Linked DNA regions of Rattus norvegicus: regions 1 and 2 are each linked to region 3. The links are chromatin contacts, called in public Hi-C and HiChIP or PLAC-seq maps. All regions are on one chromosome and are shown on one strand. The core of a region is the stretch at or near the end of the contact, and the rest is flanking DNA. Distances in the headings are between cores, read along the strand shown.

Evidence for each region. Hi-C and Micro-C count contacts between places; a contact is called where the count stands out from the background. HiChIP or PLAC-seq counts read pairs in DNA pulled down with a chosen protein or histone mark.
Region 1: an H3K27ac HiChIP or PLAC-seq map of oligodendrocytes shows a contact between it and region 3, with 6 times the contacts expected there. The contact joins two enhancer-like sites. A contact is called at or near these places in 1 of 12 Hi-C or Micro-C datasets (liver) and 1 of 1 datasets of contacts at active chromatin or transcription factors (oligodendrocytes).
Region 2: a Hi-C map of Schwann cells shows a contact between it and region 3, with 17 times the contacts expected there. The contact joins two enhancer-like sites. A contact is called at or near these places in 11 of 12 Hi-C or Micro-C datasets (the A7r5 cell line, Schwann cells, frontal cortex and 6 more) and 1 of 1 datasets of contacts at active chromatin or transcription factors (oligodendrocytes).

What each region holds. Positions count from the first base shown.
Region 1 is chr7:19,375,362-19,379,706 of GRCr8, reverse strand. All of the region lies in intron 4 of Syn3 (synapsin III), which reads right to left. Among named protein-coding and RNA genes, the nearest start is that of Timp3, 82 kb to the left of the region's middle. Within about 2 kb of position 1,721, at least 16 of the 93 cell types and tissues checked have an H3K27ac peak or open chromatin away from gene starts, as enhancers often do.
Region 2 is chr7:19,287,384-19,291,240 of GRCr8, reverse strand. The region is part of intron 2 of Syn3 (synapsin III); the gene reads right to left. Among named protein-coding and RNA genes, the nearest start is that of Syn3, 25 kb to the right of the region's middle. Within about 2 kb of position 2,335, at least 44 of the 93 cell types and tissues checked have an H3K27ac peak or open chromatin away from gene starts, as enhancers often do. A contact at or near this core is called in the A7r5 cell line and Schwann cells, where this site is marked.
Region 3 is chr7:19,678,335-19,682,342 of GRCr8, reverse strand. It overlaps Syn3 (synapsin III), which reads right to left. Exons shown (of 14, transcript NM_017109.2): 11 at 1,870-2,004; 12 at 1,191-1,278. Among named protein-coding and RNA genes, the nearest start is that of Fbxo7, 45 kb to the left of the region's middle. Within about 2 kb of position 2,137, at least 49 of the 93 cell types and tissues checked have an H3K27ac peak or open chromatin away from gene starts, as enhancers often do. A contact at or near this core is called in the A7r5 cell line and Schwann cells, where this site is marked.

The DNA.
Region 1 (4,345 bases), core at 472-2,971, 300 kb after region 3:
GGTAGGAGGAGAGAGGGGAAGGGAACCCAGGACACTGCCCAGACTTCATCCTCACCTATGTGAGCACACATAGACAGTCACATTCTCTGAGTTCCTCTCCTGTGAAATAAAGAGTAACTTGTCCCCTCAGAAAGGCCCGGCCACTCTTGGCCAGCATCTTGTGCTAATGCCTAGCTCACAGCAGAACCCCTCCCCCCCATCCTTGCACTTGTGATCTCTAAGGACAAAGTGAATAGACACTTGACACTGACTGAAGGCCTTCTGTGTACCAGGCTCCACTCTGAATGATGAGGCTACAGGGATCTGAGGTAGTGCATAAGCAGAAGCAGGATGAAGGCCTAAGGCAGAATTTACAAGGCACTGTGCTAAGACTGAGAAACACTGTTATGGGAGCATGTATGGGCAGGAAGGGGCTGGGCTTGATTGACATGAAGACCCCCGTACAGGCCCCTTCACGGCTTCAACCATACGAGTATGTATTGGGAAAATGATTTTTCCCTTTCTGAGTGCCAGCAGTTACTGGAGCCATCTGGGCTCCCATTTTCCAGTTGTTGGCATCTGCTGTGGGAGTGTGCTCATTTCTGTTAGTAAACAGTATGTGGGCATCACGACAAGAGACCTAGTGGCCTGGTTTAAAGACACTCCTAGAGAAGTTGGAGGACATAGAGAAAATAGGGATTTGACGTTTAGAACAGCTAGTGATGGTCCTGCTTTACGGAGCAGAAACATGACAGGTCCTGGTTTGATCACGGTCAGCTTCATAGTTTAAGCAACGAGCCCTCCGTGTGGCAATGCTTTCCCAGTCCAGAGACACAATGATTGACCTTCTGTCCCTGTGTCTGGGAGATATTCAGAAGTGCTGGGGACTGTGGTGAGCTGCAGAGGCTGTACCCTGATGAGGAGACATTCCTGTGACGTCTATTGGGTTAGGTCAGTGAAGGTGTTGTGCCCCAATGTCTGCTCAGTAAAACTGGAGTAACAATTTTATTTCTCTCATAACGTTGTCTTGATGGTTAACTTAGTAGGTATGCAAATGGAAACTGCTACCCCTGGAGGGTGACCTGCATCGTAACCTTCCGAAACATCCATCTATCTATATTAAGAACTGAGTACACTGAGAAAAAAGGTTGACTTTTTGTCTGTTTTGATTTTTTAGACGTTAGGAAGTGCATTTAGGGTCTTGTGTGCGCAAGTGTTCCACCATTGAGCTATGCTGCCAGGGCTATTTTTACTTTGTATTTTGAAATATGGGCTCCCTAATTTTCCCCAGCTGGCCTTGAACTCTGAGTTGTCTTGCTGCAGCTTCCTGAGAAGCTGGGATTAGAGGGCTGTGCCACCGGGCTCAATTTAGCAATCAGGTTCTGGCAATGTTTCTGAGGCCTTTCCCTTCTCCTTCAGAGTGGTACTGCATCCTGGGTTAGGGATGGCTTCGAGATGACTCGAAGCCGGCAGGCACAAGCCACAGGCCCATGTCGCAGTGGTGTTCTCCATGACTGCCCGATGTAGCCCTCAATCTGCTCCTGGTTACCATTCAGCCTCTAGGCTGCAAAGAATGTGCCTTTACAGCGGGCAGCCTTCCAGCGACCCGAGAAGGGAGCCTCATCCTTTCAGGACGTCTCAACTACAGATAAAATCCTTCCTGTGTCCCAGCTCACAGCTGGCAGGGGCCATTGCCAGTGACTAATGGCGATGGGTGAGTTGTCAGAAAGATGTGTGTGTGAACGGAGCACCAGCGAGCCAAGGCGAGGCTCGCATTCAGGAGGCTGGTGGGAAGCCGCGCAGCAGCACAATGGTTTGTTGTGCACCTACTATGTCCCTGGATCTGTGCCAAGCATTCAGGAGACGGCAGCAAAGTCAACAACAGTTTCCCTAAACCTGTGTTTACTGTCTCAGGGCTCTGTGACAGTAATGATTTCTCTTGATCTTTGGCTCAAGCTAGGGCATACCCAGATCACATTACCTTTATTAAAGAATGGACAATAAAAGAAATGTGTTTAAAGCTCAATGCATGACAGTGTCTAGGTACTTATTGCGAATTCTTTCCCTTCGGGTCTGGTATCCAACTCGACTACACTTCCCAGTATGCCTCAGGGCGGGTGGCCATGTGACTATATTCTGGCCAACTGGATGAATAGAATGCTTTGAGTTTCTTCACATAAACTGAGCTTCCATGAATCCCCTTGGACAGGGGAATGGGAGAAGAGGCTGCCAGAGCCTTGCTGGCTAGGCAGCCATGCTAGCCTCGTGGTTGTGTAAGGTTCAGTAAGAGACTTTGTTTTTGTTCGTTTTTCTATCTATGCTCGTTCAAAGAAGTAGGAAAAATCCCTTTATGCAAGCAATATCTCAGAAAAGCAATGGGACTATCTTTACACTCCATGGTCAGCCTTGGACTCACCCACGGTGAGGGGAACTTAGATGGGCCGGTCTTGTATGGGATGAATTCACTAACTCCCCCTCCCCCAGTCCCGTGCTGCATTTCATGGACCAGGTTGAGAGAACCAGAAAGTCTTCTAGGCCTGTTCTGAGTCTAGAGGAATCCCAGTGGCCAGTTGTTGCCCCTCCTGGAGCATCCAGCTGCTAGCTGCTTAGAGGAGGGTCAGGAACTAATGGCCTCACAGTTTCTTTTTTTTTATTTTATTTTATTTATTTATTTATTTTTTTATTAACTTGAGTATTTCTTTTTTTTTCATACTTTCTTTTTTTTTATTTATTTTTTTATTAACTTGAGTATTTCTTATATACATTTCAAGTGTTATTCCCTTTCCCGGTTTCCGGGCAAAATCCCCCTCCCCCCTCCCCTTCCTTATGGGTGTTCCCCTCCCAACCCTCCCCCCATTGCCGCCCTCCCCCATACTCTAGTTCACTGGGGGTTCAGTCTTAGCAGGACCCAGGGCTTCCCCTTCCACTGGTGCTCTTACTAGGATATTCATTGCTACCTATGGGGTCAGAGTCCAGGGTCAGTCCATATATAGTCTTTAGGTAGTGGCTTAGTCCCTGGAAGCTCTGGTTGCTTGACATTGTTGTACTTTTGGGGTCTCGGGCCCCTTCAAGCTCTTCCAGTTCTTTCTCTGATTCCTTCAACGGGGGACCTATTCTCAGCTCAGTGGTTTGCTGCTGGCATTCGCCTCTGTATTTGCTGTATTCTGGCTGTGTCTCTCAGGAGCGATCTACATCCGGCTCCTGTCGGTCTGCACTTCTTTGCTTCATCCATCTTGTCCAATTGGGTGGCTGTATATGTATGGGCCACCTGTGGGGCAGGCTCTGAATGGGTGTTCCTTCAGTCTCTGTTTTAATCTTTGCCTCTCCCTTCCCAGCCAAGGGTATTCTTTTTCCTCATTTAAAGAAGGAGTGAAGCATTCACATTTTGATCATCCGTCTTGAGTTTCGTTTGTTCTAGGGATCTAGGGTAATTCAAGCATTTGGGCTAATAGCCACTTATCAATGAGTGCATACCATGTATGTCTTTCTGTGATTGGGTTAGCTCACTCAGGATGATATTTTCCAGTTCCAACCATTTGCCTACGAATTTCATAGACTCGTTGTTTTTGATAGCTGAGTAATATTCCATTGTGTAGATGTACCACATTTTCTGTATCCATTCCTCTGTTGAAGGGCATCTCGGTTCTTTCCATTTTCTGGCTATTATAAATAAGGCTGCGATGAACATAGTGGAGCACGTGTCTCTTTTATGTGTTGAGGCATCTTTTGGGTATATGCCCAAGAGAGGTATAGCTGGATCCTCAGGCAGTTCAATGTCCAATTTTCTGAGGAACCTCCAGACTGATTTCCAGAATGGTTTTACCAGTCTGCAATCCCACCAACAATGGAGGAGTGTTCCTCTTTCTCCACATCCTCGCCAGCATCTGCTGTCACCTGAGTTTTTGATCTTAGCCATTCTCACTGGTGTGAGGTGAAATCTCAGAAGTTAGACCGCAGGGAAACAAATAACCCTATTAAAAATGGGGTTCAGAGCTAAACAAAGAATTCACAGCTGAGGAATGCCGAATGGCTGAGAAACACCTAAAGAAATGTTCAACATCTTTAGTCATAAGGGAAAGGCCTCACAGTTTCTAATTTGTTCTACCCTCTCCAAAGAAAACAGTTTGCAGAAGTCAATCACTTTCTACGTTATTTCATTAGTCTTAAAAGGAAAGAAAATGGGTTTTTGCTGTTGCTGTTGTTCCGTTATTAATAAAAGAGCGCTTGGAATTATCTGGTTGCTCCCCACAAAGTTAGCATGTAGCAAGCAATCTAGTGACCAAGGACCTGCCATGTCACCCTGGCTCACTTTTTCATGGAACCTATCCGCTAGCACAGAGGCTCACACCCGGTGCATTAAAACGTA
Region 2 (3,857 bases), core at 1,086-3,585, 390 kb after region 3:
TGTGGTGGCATGTGACAAAGATTTATGAGGAGTGGGCACTGCATTCTTTTCCTGCCTCAGGCAGGGAATGAGCACAGATGGGATCTACCTGTGTCAGAGCAGGGCTCCCGGACAGATCCATCCGACCATGGAGACAGTGAGGCCAGGCAGCATCTCTTACTGGATCCCAGAGTTTGAGGATTCTGCTAGCCCAGCCAGCCAGCTGGGATCCTCTTCCCACCTCCCTGAGTCCCGGAATGTAGCAGGGGCAGCATGGTCACTCATTCACCAGAGTCCCCAGGGTTTAACTCTGGTTCTCACACTTGTGCAGCAAGTGCTTTACCCAGCAAGCCAGGCCCATAGACCCAGGAAGCCTCTGCATGATTCAACCTGCAGCGCTGGACCATCTGCTCTGTGCAGAACCTTCAGGCTCCAAGGAGCCAACCAGGAAGACCACACAGGGCTCACTCCCTCCCAGGAGGCAGTGACACACAGATATGTGATAACCATCCGTGCAGCAGCATAGAGATCCAGCTTGGTCCAAAAGAAGCCCTCTGACCACAGGGAAGTGTTTCTTCCCACCTGTGCTTGTTCCCATCCACAAGTCCCCATACTGACTGCTGTGTTTCCACAGGCAGCCTCTGATTAAGCCAGTTTTTTGCATGGTAGTTAACTTCTGAGAGACCTTCAGAAAACCCAGCAGAAGAGTGGACAGGAATCCCCATCCCTTTTCTGCCATGGCAGATGATTCCCTCCTGCCAGGGAGCACATCAGAGGCTTCTACAGACCTTGGGGAGAGAGACATTAGGTAATGAGGCTGGCATCTGCCCAGAGACATGCCTTTCCAGGGGCCATGTTGTAACCAATGGGGTAAAGTCTGGGGACACAGCTTTGAAATCTCTATTGCCTAAGCAGAAGCAGGTCTCTAAGGGGTTCTAGAAAGAAGGTCACTGGGAGGGCCTGGGCTAGAAAGCCAGGCTGTGGAGGGTGAGGCAACACTTGCAACTAGGCTGTGGAATTCCTCAGAGAAGAACGAGGCAAGGGCATGATTCAGGTAAGACAAAGGCAAGAGGAGAAGAGCAAACGCTTGAGTTTGGAGCCTTCTCTAAGGGTTTCTAGAATAAGATCGTTGGGGCCTGAGCCCTTCATGACTTTCACAAATGAGTAGCCAAACCAAATTTGGGATCTTCTACACCATGGGAAACTCACCCTTTTCCCACCACCACTTGATCTCCGCCAGCTAACTGTACTCATACTGAGCCGCACGTGTGCCTGGCCTGCTCTGTTCATCAAGTTGAACTTCATCTCCATTTTCCATTGCTCCGTCAGTGGTCTTGTTTCTATTCACTGAAATCATGTAGTAAGCCCTCTGTTTTGATAGCTTCAAAGGTTGGTTTTCCATCACGATCAAAAAGCAGGTTCCTGGCTCCATTCTAGCCATTCAGAGTCCACTGTGGTAGGTGACAGTTTCTCTTGGCTTGCCTTGGATCCATTGAATGCTTGTCTAGTAGTGGTCCTTCCATTCGTATTGGTTCATGTCCTGACAGAACCAAGCCTCCCTCCTGTAGACAACATTGGTAGGTCTGTCAGAGAGTCTTCTCAAGAGAGAAGGAGTAGATGAAGCCAGGCTTAATATTGACCAAGAATTTGTTTTTTAAGTTGCAAAGGCAAATGAGGGTTGAGGTATGCATGTATGCTGTATGCAGATCTCTGGAAGGGTCTCACAGGTTGACGTTTCCTAGAATTCCAATCATTACCCATTCTTTTCCTAGTAAAACCTCATTTTACTTATGTTGGCCAAAGGTCCTTCTTTCCATGAGAAAGAACTTGACCTTATGCAACAAGTTCCGGGTGGTAGCTGGAAATAATCACTCTAAAAGGAACGCTCGTCAAGAGACATGGTCTTCACACATCACATGGTGGTATATCTAAGGAAACAGGTGCTCTGGGATGGAGGGTGCCCTTTACATTTGAGATCTCACGGCTCAGTCAAGCTCTTTAGAGAGACAGCAGAAAGGAAGAGATTTAGGGGGAAATTTTATCCACATTCGCTTCTGTTCAAAGACATTTTCCTTGTATCTTCTAGCTAGGTTCCAAGGGTGAAGCTTTCCCCCAAGATTCCACACGAGCAGGGTGGCGGCAACAATCTTTCTGTTTCCCCTTCCTCTGTCTCTACTCACAGAGGCTGGGTAGGAAGCTGCAGAGACACTGGCCCTTGGATTGGACAGCATGAAGACCTCACGAAGAAGGGTCAGCACTTGAAAAATTCTTCAAGTCAAAGGGCTAGGGGCTTGGGTGCCACACAAGGCCTTCACTGTGTGTGCACGCATTGTCTCCCTGATAAAAGGGGCCGGGCCTGGGAAAACTGAGCCGTCTCTAGGCAACAGAACTGGTTGATGGGGAATGTCCACGCCCCTCCCCTCTCCCTGGACACTAGGGCAGGGAGAAATACAGAGAAAGAAGGCAGAGGTATAGGACCAGTACTGAAGCCCTGCAGGTGGGGTCAGGTGGAATGTTTGAGTTAATAAATAAAGCAAATAAGAGGTGACACCCCTTTAATGAGACCCCCATCTTCAGTTCACTAGAAGCCCCTTACAGTCCTCCGCATACAACAGTTGGCTGATGCAATAGAGGGCTTTATGGTGCCAATGGGCATGAGTTGTTCCCCAGAGCCGGGGATCTACAGCAGAGCTGTGCGTCTATGCTTTAACCTTCTCCGTTTACTCTAGGCTCAGCTGATTGAGTTGGAGCTCTCTCTGTGACTCAGGAATGACTGCCAGTCTGCCAGGGCCTAGACACCCTTCCTCCAGGGCTTCTGGAAGCTGGCCCTGCAGCACAACCAGCTTAACTGAGAAGCATGCCAAGCAGCTTCCTTCCCCCTGGCTCCCAGGGCTATTATAGTCACAAGCAATTAGTAACTGCAATTAATAACAATTACCGTCCCAGGGCCTATTATGTCAGGGTGAGCCATGTACCCACTTCACCCGGGCCATTATCTTTACCCTGTAGCAAAGCTAGTCTGTAGTCCTGCCTGACAGAGGAGGAATGGGAGACTGGGAGGTTAGACTTGACTAAGGTCTCATAACTGAAAGGGAGGGTAGGGAGCTAGGAGTCTGGTTGGAGACAGTCCTCTGGGCTTATCTCTCTCCCTCGCTACTGCTGGTGATGTCAGAGAAAGCTGTGTTCTGAGGATGGGGCCCAGCAGGAGACCTAATTTGACTCCCCAAACAGAAAGCAAGGTGCTTCAGAGGCTAGCCTCTCGCTGTTTCACATTTACCTTCTTCCCTGAAGGGGGAAAATACTGGACACCCCTTGAAATTCCAATTTCCGATAAACATACGTTTAGTAATAAGTCAGTCTCATGCTTCACTGTATTTCCTTAGCACCTTCACTAAGTACTCACTTGATAACCTGTGTTTTTATTTCCTCACCCTGACGATCCTACTTTGATGGTAATCTTTATTGTCAGTGCGATGGCTTGCAGAATCACCAATGGAAACATACCTTTGGGTGGCACCATCCCCTGGGCTGGATTCTCAGATGGTCTACAATGGAGAAAGCCAGCTAAGCACCAGCATTCATCGCACCCTGCTTCCAGATGCTGACACAATGTACCTGCCTCCCACACCTCCTGCCATCCTTTCCCCCCACGATGGACGACTGCACCTTTAAAGTCTGAGCCCAGATAAACCCTTCCTCTCATAAGTTGCTTCGGATCAGGTATCTGGTCACATCTGACCACATCCTTTCCCCTGCCCCTACCTGCTGGTGGCAAAGATGGAGAAGAACATCCTGGTTACTGTGGACCAATTAGGCCCACTGCAAGCCCCCAGAGAGACGCTCCAAGGTGTCTTGTTGTCCAAGCACCCAGAAGTAGT
Region 3 (4,008 bases), core at 888-3,387:
TTGAGGAAGAATGTCAGCAGCCGAGGGTATAATGTTCTGAGTTTCTTTTCTCTTTCTCACTCTAGCTGGTTGGCTCACAAATGTATGCCCAGGCATCACTAGTGGCTAGAAATAACATTTCCCAGAAGGTTTGAAAGTCCAGGCTGGCAAACCTGCCATCTTCTCATCGTGCCTTCCTGGGCAAAGCTTCAACTTCCTACTTGGGGAAGGGAAATGCTAACACTTCCTCTGCAGAGCGGCTGGGAGGATGAATTCCAGTGCAGAAGGGAGTGGCCCCAGAACAGGGGCTGACATGTTAAATGCTTAGCAATCCTTCTGTTCTCTTTTCCCAACTCCTTTCCCTGACCTCAGGAGGACAGCATCCCTCCTGGGGTCCTCATCATGCAGACGGAGGGAGTATATATAAATAGTAAGGATAAAGCATTAGGAATGGATTGTCTATACCAGCAGTTCTCATGGATCATAGCCCCTTGCGGGGGGGGGGGAGCAACCTTTTCACAGGGATCGCTCAAGACCATCAGAAAACTCAGATCATAATTTCATGGTTGAGAGTTAACACAACAGGAGGAACTGTATTAAAGGGTTGCTGCATCTGGAAGGTTGAGAGCCACTGGGCTAGACTGTCTCCAGCAACCCACTGTTATTGATTTAATTAGTTAGCTGCTCTGTGTATGTGTGTACACGTGGAGGTCAGAGGACACTGAGTGTCTTCCTCTCTTGCTTCCTACCTTACTCCCTCTAGACCAGTGGCTCTCGACCTTCCTGATGCTGCCACCCCTTAATCTAGTTCCTCAGGGTTCGGTGACCACCCAACCACAAAATTCTTTTTGTTGCTACTTTATAGCCGTAATTTTGCTACTATTATGATTCATAATGTATGTGTCTGATATGCAGGATATCTGACATGCAACCCCAGAGGGGTTGAGAACCACTGCTTTGGACAGCATCTCTTATTGAGCTAAACTAACTGGTCAGCCAGTTCCCAGGAACTGCCTGTCCCTCCCTTCCCCCAGTGTTGTAAATACAGACATGTTTGGCTATGTCCAGCTTGTTACTTGTGTGATGGGGATTTGAACTCATGTTGTCATGCTCGCACAGAATGTGTTCTTATCACTGAGACACCTCACAGTCCTCTGCACTGCATTTCAGTTTCATTGATACAGTGTTTCTCAGTGGCTGCCCCATCTTACCTTGTGGAGGTGGCCTTGGCTGGGGCTGTCCGAGCAGAGGTCCTAGCTGGCCTTGCCCTGGAGATTTTGCAGATTTAGTCTGTGGACCCTAGAGTAAGAGAAGAGGAAGGAAGCCCCTGGCTACAGTAATTCTGGTAGGAGGCAAAGCCTTAGATACATCTTTATTTTAAAAATCACTGATGTAAAGTACACAATGCATGATTCTTCAGTGTACCTCCTGATAGGTTTTTAGGATAGCCACGGAAGATGCTGCAAATGCCTCCTGGCTCCTAGAAGCCCCTTGAGTTCAACTACTATTCCTGTGTGTATGAAGAGATGGGTTTCTGTGGGATAAGTAGGGGTTGGTGTTGGGGGAAAGATTTGAAACTTGCTTTCCCAGAAGGCTGACGATTGCTGGGTCGGGGGATGGGAAGCCTGAGACACAATAGTTTCTATTGTCCTGTGCACTGGGAACATAGGGCATCTGTGTGCCTGGATTCTTTCACACATCTCCATTCAGATCCAACATGGAGACAGAGAGATGAACATTGCCATCAATCAATCCAAAGATGATGGGACAGGAGTTTTCTTTCTAGGAGAGATGAGCAAGAAAGGGTCCCTGCAAGGCCCTTGCCAGCCTCTGTCCCCACCCCCTTCTCCTATAGGATGCCTGCCTGGGGTTATCTCAAGAAAACCTTACCCAAGGTCTCAGGGGGGAGGGCACCGAGGCCCCTGGCACCAGGAGTTGGCTCATCTTGGAAACAACAAGGTCAGCCATTAACTGCTTGTCCTCCTCCACATGTTCTCCAATCAGTGGCATTGAACTGTCCATGACCTGGTGTGGGGGAGGAGAGGAGGTTGAAGAACCCTGAAGTTGGCTTTTTATTTCTGGAGTGTTGACACTGCGCTCAAGGCAGAATGACCACTAGATGGCAATGTTCTCCATGCAACGCACCCAGCTGGGCACTTCCTGCTGTCTGGGCTCCCAGCAGACACGCAGTTCTCTCTAGTTCCTTGTGAAGGGCTCCCTGGATTCAGTTCCACTCAGCCTCCACACCCTGGAGTCCAGCAACGTGACCAGGGCTGGGGAGCACGTGTTGACCTTCTCTGTACTCTGGGGCGTCAGTCTCTGCCCCCTCATTTCCCACCCTCTCGTTTCCCACTCCACTGTCCTCCCAGAGCTGGGGCTGGCCCTCTCTCTTCTGGCCCAAGGTTAAAGATGTCCTCAGAGCTGGGAACTGGTGGGGGCTCAATTAGAACAACAACTAACAATTTGACACAGGCTGGAAGTGACCCAGGGTTAACAGAGAAGACAAAAGAGGAAAAACATTGTTCTGGGGGCTCCCAGCTGGACACAGACCTAAAATGAAACTCTCCTTGGGAACCAGGCTGTCCTTAAGGAAGAAGGGGCTGCATTTTGGGAAGTCACGTTGGCCCAGTCTACTTTTGTAGTAGATGGGGAAACTGAGGCGCAGAGGTGTGAGTCAGTGTGCCAGGTGATCACGAGGTACAGGCAGCTGATGGTCTTAAGGGGACATAAAGTCTTGGTGGACTTGGGACAGAGCTGTGTTTGTCACCTCTTTCCTCTACCGTTGGAATTCAGCCTTCCCCTGTCTGTCACCTGATTCACCCTGCCAAACCCTGGCCCTTCGCCCAGCTCTGGGGTAATCGGATATTCTTACTTCCAGACCCTGTACCTAGCTCTCTCTGCCCACTCCTCACCTGGCTAACTCCTCACTCAACACGAAACATCTAGTCCACCCTTCCTCCAGAAACCCTTCAGGACCACACCCGTTCCTAGGAGCCCCTCTGTGACCATGTCTTTGCTGAGCTCACTCAACTGACCCACTGGAGAGCTTAGTCCCAGAATTATCATAAAGTCAGAGTGGCCAGTGTCCTGGGGGAACTATGGGTGGGGGGAGGTCCTTGCAGTAAACTCTGTTTACCATGGGAAGGCCTTGACAGTACAGGGTCACTGAGCGCTGGTGCGATACGGGACACTATTCTAAGACCCAGGTATCGATGATGCCAGTGCTGTCACTTTGCAGGGCTGGGAATGTGACGACAGTGCTCACCTCGCATACCTGGGGCCTTGGCTTCCACCCCCAGCACCTATGATTCCAGCATTCAGGAGGCAGAGGCAAGGGCAACAAAAGTTCAAGGTCTTCCTACATATTGAATTTGAGGGTAGCCTGGGCTACACGGGGACCTATCTTAGAATGAGCCTTCAAGGCAGGTTCTACGATTACATGGTTTCCTCGTCAGGGCTGAGGAAACGGATGGAGAGTTCTATAGCTGCAGGGGCCTCCTAACCAAGCACCAGGCAGATGAGGCGGCCAGGGTTCCAGGCCTATGTTCTGCTATGGACTTGCTTAGGGGAAGTCTCTTGTCTTTTCTGGGTCTATTTTTGGTCGACCAAACTAAGGGTTCAGGCAGCTGCTAAGGCCCACTTGGCTGTGACTTTCAGGGGACCGTGAGTCACGCACCTGGAGTGCCTGAAAATTAAACTGGAGTGTGGGTATGGGTCCCAGAAAGGCTGTACACTGTCCCCAAATGGAGCTCTCTGGGGTCCCAGGCAGTCTCCAGCGGCAGTTACAAGAGTCTGTCCCCAGTGCTCCTGGGCTCCCAGCACCCTGCCAGTCTCTCCTCCAATCTTACCCATTGCCTTCTGCCCTGGATTGTTCCCCGCATTCTCTGTGGTGGAAAATGGCCGCTACAAGGAGCCTGAGGTCAAGTACTGGAATCTCCACGGTGGACACAGACAAAGGAAGTGGATATTCACTCTCCCCAGGGAAACATTTTTTCCCAGTGAGCAAGGTCATCCCCTGGGCCAGGTCAG